Linked DNA regions of Canis lupus: region 2 is linked to region 1. Evidence: chromatin contacts called from public Hi-C data. All regions are on one chromosome and are shown on one strand. The core of a region is the stretch at or near the end of the contact, and the rest is flanking DNA. Distances in the headings are between cores, read along the strand shown. Region 1 holds the start of LOC102152168 (normal mucosa of esophagus-specific gene 1 protein). Region 2 overlaps TSPAN17 (tetraspanin-17).

Region 1 (2,794 bases), core at 97-2,596:
AAATAAAATCTTTTTAAAAAAATAATAAATAAAAAGTGGGGGGCCCCTGGGTGGCTCAGTTGGTTAAGCAACCAGTTCTTGATTTCTGCTCAGGTCATGATCTCAGGGTCCTGGAATTGAGCCCCACATCTGGCTCCATGCTCAGTGGGGTGTCTGCTTGGGATTCTTTCCCTCATTCTCCCTCTGCCTGTCCCCCACTCTGCTTGTGCACACATGTATGTGCATGCTCTCTCTCTCTAAAATAAATATACAAATCTTTTGGGAAAAAAAAAAAGAAATGAAATAAATGGAATAAACTAAGATAGGGGAGCAAGGATCAATGAAGACTTCCCAGAGCATAAGGATTATAGTGTTGGGCAAAATTATCCTGGGGAGATTATCCAGTCATGGTGTTGATCATGTTAAGGTTTTGATCCTTTATCCTAAGAGTGTTGGGAAGCCACTGACAGTTTAAGTTTAAGCATTACTAGATTATTCTGCTTACAAAGTGGAGAATGTTTTGGAACAGGGAGGAAGAAGGGTGGGAAGACCCCAGCAATGGGGATATTGTAGTAATTTCATACTGGAGAAGAGCTTGGATTAAGATAGCAGTGGAGAAGATAGACAGAAGTAGATGGATTCAAGAGTTATTTGGAAGTAGAATTGTCAGGATTTGGCCATCAAATGTAGGAGGTAAGGGCTGGCTGTCAGTAGAGTGTGAAATTCTTGATCTCAGAGTTGTGAGTTCAAGCCCCATGTTGGGTGTAGAGATTACATATAAATAAAATCTTTACCAAAAAAAAAAAAAAAAAATGTGGGAAGTAAAGGAAAGGGACTAGTCAAAATTAGGCAACCAGATAGATAACTAGGTTTCGTCAGCTTGAGTTTAAGATGCCCATGAGATATCCAAGTAGACAGTTGGATATATAGGTCTAGACCTCAGGGGAGTTCTAGGTTAGACATACTTCCATTTAGTAGGTCAGAAACTGTTAAATATTGGTAATTTCATATGTTTTAGGTGGTAATTGAAGTCAGGGGAATGAATGAGACCCCTTAGAGAGTTTAGAGAGAGAAGAGCTGAGGGTCTAAGATTAAGCCTTCTGGAAATCCTGGCCATAAATGTCTAAAAAGGACCTGAATTCTGATTGCAGTAATTTTCCCCTTAAGTTTTTTTAAGGATATATCTTCTGGGAAATACCCGAAGATACAAAGGAAACAAATGTCACTGGGAGCATTGGCTAGCGTATTAGAATAGAGATCATTGGTGTTCACAGTAGCAACAGCTGTGTTGGAAGGCTATTTAAAAGATACTCTCAAAAAAAAAAAAAAAAAAAAGATACTCTCACCTCTTTATGCACTGAACCCATAAGAGTAAAATTATATTAGTGATTAAAGCTCTCATTTGTTGAGCACTTCCTATGTGTCAAATGCTTTTACTTAAATCATTACAATAACCTTATGAGGTTGATACTAATATTAACCTCATTTTATAGGTAAGGAACCTGAGTCTCAGAGAAGCCCCACTTTTACAAATGAGGAAACCAAATCTCAGAGAGGTTAAGTAACTGGCCTGTGGTCCTACAGGTAAGAAATGATAGAGCTGGGATTTGAGCCGAGGTGATCTCACTCCAGAATTGTGAAACTTTAGGATGGCAGATGATTAGAAAAGTATCAGAACTAGACAGCTCTTAAAGTTATGTGTACAGCTGCCTTTTTTGTATAGCTAATGTTTGGCATGCTAGAATAAGTACACCCTTTATGGCCTGTCAAGCCTAAGTTTGTCACTTCCTAACTCTGTGTTCTTAGGCATGTGACTATGCCTTATTTTCCTCATCTATAAAATAATGGTAATGATTCTCACAAGATTGTCATGGGGGCCAGACAAAATTATATAGCATACATGGCCTATATCAGGTACTTGGTTAATAATATGCTTTTTATTATTATAAGTGTTATGGTTATAAGTTATGGTGTAATTGGCTTATAGTTGAGAAAAGCTGAGAATCAGAAAGTGGAAGGGATTTAGCCAAGATCACATGAAAGCAGAGCCAGGAGTCCAGCTCCAACCATATCTTGGTTCCTGACCCATGCTCTCTACTAGACCACATGAACAAAGACCACTTTGTCATTGAATCAGCCCTGGTAGTAAGGGTGTCTGTGAGCCCCAAGGTAGAAAGTCAGATTAATTTTCATAGTAGGCATTCTCATTAATTACGGTTATTGCAAGCGCGAGGAGAGTGGAAATTTCCCAGAGATTTCTCAGTGAGGGGAATCCTTAATGAGACCACTTAGCACAGTCAAGGTAGAAAAGACAGTTATACCAAATGTCACCTCTTTGTTCTGTCAATCATTTATTTACTCAGCAGACAGCTACTCTGGACCAGGTTCAATGCTGGGCATGCAGCAGGATGCTTCCCAACCCCAGGAAGCACATAGGCACCCTGTGCCCCCTGAGCATTGAGGCCTCTGGGATTCTCCTCAGGGCCAACCACCTAACCTTACCCCACCATCCATCCTCAGAAGGACATTTACTGCCAAAAGCAGTAGTCCCCAGGTCCCTTCTTATTGGATAACTAAGCATCTTGATTTTTATGTGTGTTTCAGCTGGGAAGGGCTACCCCTGCAAGACGTGTAAGATAATGCTGAACTCCATAGAACAGTATCAAGCTCATGTCAGCGGCTTCAAACACAAGAACCAGTGAGTAATTGTCCTTTGAAATTCAAGGATCTGCAACAAGAACTCAGGGCTTCTAAATCAAAACAGATATTCCTTTGTGAAAATGGAATCCTGGCAGCCTTTTCTCAGTTAACATGA
Region 2 (2,794 bases), core at 205-2,704, 410 kb before region 1:
TACACCCCTGCCCTGCCAGCACATCTTCCCTCACTTTGCTTCTGTGTCTTACAGATCTTTGGTATCTGCCTGGCCCAGAATCTTGTGAGTGACATCAAGGCAGTGAAGGCCAACTGGTGAGGCTGCCACATTGGCCATGGCCACCTGCCTGGCCTACCCAGGGACCCCCTCTCCCGTGCCACTGTACCTGTGATGGGCAAGGCTGTGGGTGTTTCTGCTTAGACCTGAGCTCCCTATGGGGCTTGAGTGTGGGTGTGCTGTGTGCCCATGGAGAAATCTGTGTGCTGCTGCCTGTCCTGGAGCTATATGCAGGGAGCGGGTGTGTTTCTGTGAGTGTGCACAGGGAACCACTGTCTTGGCTGTTGTGGGTGGTGGGCTCTCCAGGGGCCTAGGAATGGCACAGCTAAGAGGGTATGTGTGGACCAGGTGGGGTGGTAGGGGGCTGCTGTGTCCCTGCTCAAGCTGGGACACACCTCTCTGTGCATGTGGCTGTTAGGGCAGGCTTGGGGCTTGCTGTTGCCTGGGACACAGCCTCATGCAGCTTCAGAGCTGTCTTCTCTACTAGCTATGACCTTGACCCTGCCAGAAGCCCCCTGTGGCCTCAGTGTCTCAGACTTGAAAATGGGTCCAAGAATTTTCTCTCCCTCGCTTGCCTCCCAGGATCAAACATGATGATGGCTACAAACTACTCAAATAAACAAAACCTTGAAAACCACTGGCTTACGCCCACCATCTCAGAGGTTCTATCAGCTGCGGGGCCTCAGCATTGCTGTCCATCTGAGGCCCCAGCCTGGACCCACCCTGCCAACATGTTTTCTTGGCCTGGATAGTGTATACATTTGAGCCAACCTTTAAAACTTGGTATATTTCACGTAGAAGTCCAGATCCAGATCCCCAGCATCTTGTGAAGAATGGCCATGTGGCCACAGGGGCTGTTCAGTGTCATCATCTCCTGGGACATGTGCTTCCCGTTCTCTGAGAACCTGGCCCGTTCTGCTCACCTAAGTGCCCTGCCTGATCCTGTAGGCTGGGAGTCGGCTTCCTCCACCTCTGCAAAGTTCTTCCTGCAAATGCTGCAAGCCTAATGTGGGCCAGGCCAAGATCCAAGCATGGGAATGTGAAGAAGGGGGAGAGGCTGGAGCCTGCCTGGAAGAGGCCATAGCCTGGGAAGAGTCTGGTCCTCCTGGGGGCTGAGATGGGTGCCAGCATACTCAGGAGAATGGTTGAGGGGTGGGATGGAGGTCAGGAAGGATTTGGGAAGGAGGTAGCTGGAAGCCTGAGCTTGGCACCCTCAAGGATAGGGGGACCCAGATTTGGGGGCTGTTGATGGTTGACTCCAAGGCTCACTTGGAATCCAGTTCAAAATCTTCAGGATGGCCTGTAGAGTTGTCTCCTGGACACCAGAGGGCGCACCAGCACAGCATTACCTGGGTCTGGTTTTTTTCCTAGGGCAACTCCACGGGGTACAGCCCTGTGCTGGGTGAGTCCACCCTGCTTGCTAGTTCTTTGGGTTTCAGGGAATTTACAAACTTCTAAAGGGGAAGACTGGCTCAGATTTGGGAAGTCTGGCTGCTGTTCTCAGATCTGCACAAAGAGGTATATGTGGAGTGAGCATTTGTGGATGAAAGGAGAGGTTTGGGCTAAGTGCACAGCAGATCTCTAACTTAGATGCCCTCAGTGCTGGGTGGGTTATAAAAATAAAGTAGGCCTTTGAGTTGTGAGGCCTCTGCAGTGCAACTTTGATTTTTCCCACTATTACTGGAGATGGGACACAGAGTCATTGCTTTGTGATAAGAAATACTTGCATGATTGAGTCTGAGTCGCTAATGGCAACTGGCCTTGAGTGACAATAAGGTGTGGTGGGGATGGTGGCAAAGCACAGATTTCCACCTGAAACTGGCAGCTGTCATTCAGCTGTAGCTAATCGCTGTAAAGCGGGAACATAGAACATAGGTAGGTCTAATGCAAGAAATGTGGAGAGGACAAAAAAGCTAGATTTTTATGTGAAGTATTCTGATTTTTAAGTTGTTGGCAACTAATAAAAAAACATTTAAAACCCTGCTAGCCAAACAAAAGAGGTAGGGGCCCCTGTGCCATCATTATCTCTATGGGACAGTCACCCATGGGGGCCCTGGCGACTCTGCCATTCAGGAATGCTAGGAGCTCCTGCAGCTGGGCAGGGTGTGGGGCAGGTGCCCAGCATCATGGCTCCCAGACACAGGCTGGGTGGTGTCCTCGGGTCTCTGAAAGATAGGCTATGGCTGGTTTCTCCATGCTACAATAAATGCAGCTCACAATATTGTGCATGTGTCCTGTGGTTTCTGATTTTAAATGCTTTCACCTTTCATTTTCCCTCCCAAACCTCACAACACCTTGTGAGGTGGAGAGTATTTTCCCAATGAGGAAATGAGTTCGGGGGGAGTTGCCCACAGCCCACAGCTGAGAGGAGGCCCCCAGATCTGACCCCTCTTGGCATCTTGCACTGCACCAACCCTGCCCTTCTGCTGAATCAAGGTGAAACATGCACACTTGAAGTGCCAACTTACGAGGGGCAGTAAGCTGTCACAGCCCAAGTGTGAGTTGAGTTGAGTACCTGCTTAGGTGTGAGGATGTAGAGAAATGGTCCTGGCTCCAGTGCTGTACTCCTGTGCAGGAGATAAAAACAGGTAGGCACATCAACATTTGTGCTAGCAATATATGCTATGAAGAAAATAAGAGTGATGGCTGGACTGTGACAGTTGGGGTGCCTAGCAGGAGGGACTCCTTGATGGGGTGGTGGGAGAGGCTGCCATCT

The links. A called contact is a pair of places that touch in the nucleus more often than the background predicts.
Region 2: a contact with region 1 is called in a Hi-C map of blood, with 4 times the contacts expected there. The contact joins the enhancer-like site here to the promoter of LOC102152168 in region 1. A contact is called at or near these places in 3 of 9 Hi-C or Micro-C datasets (amygdala and blood).

The regions. Positions count from the first base shown.
Region 1 is chr4:37,161,039-37,163,832 of UU_Cfam_GSD_1.0, reverse strand. It overlaps LOC102152168 (normal mucosa of esophagus-specific gene 1 protein), which reads right to left and starts at 1,346. Exons shown (of 2, transcript XM_038533759.1): 1 at 1,326-1,346. The coding sequence starts at 1,346. It overlaps ZNF346 (zinc finger protein 346), which reads left to right. Exons shown (of 6, transcript XM_038534673.1): 5 at 2,584-2,677.
Region 2 is chr4:37,571,146-37,573,939 of UU_Cfam_GSD_1.0, reverse strand. TSPAN17 (tetraspanin-17) reads left to right here. Exons shown (of 9, transcript XM_038534688.1): 8 at 55-117; 9 at 693-2,302. The coding sequence ends at 830. Among named protein-coding and RNA genes, the nearest start is that of TSPAN17, 9.6 kb to the left of the region's middle. Within about 2 kb of position 1,454, at least 1 of the 20 cell types and tissues checked has an H3K27ac peak or open chromatin away from gene starts, as enhancers often do. A contact at or near this core is called in blood, where this site is marked.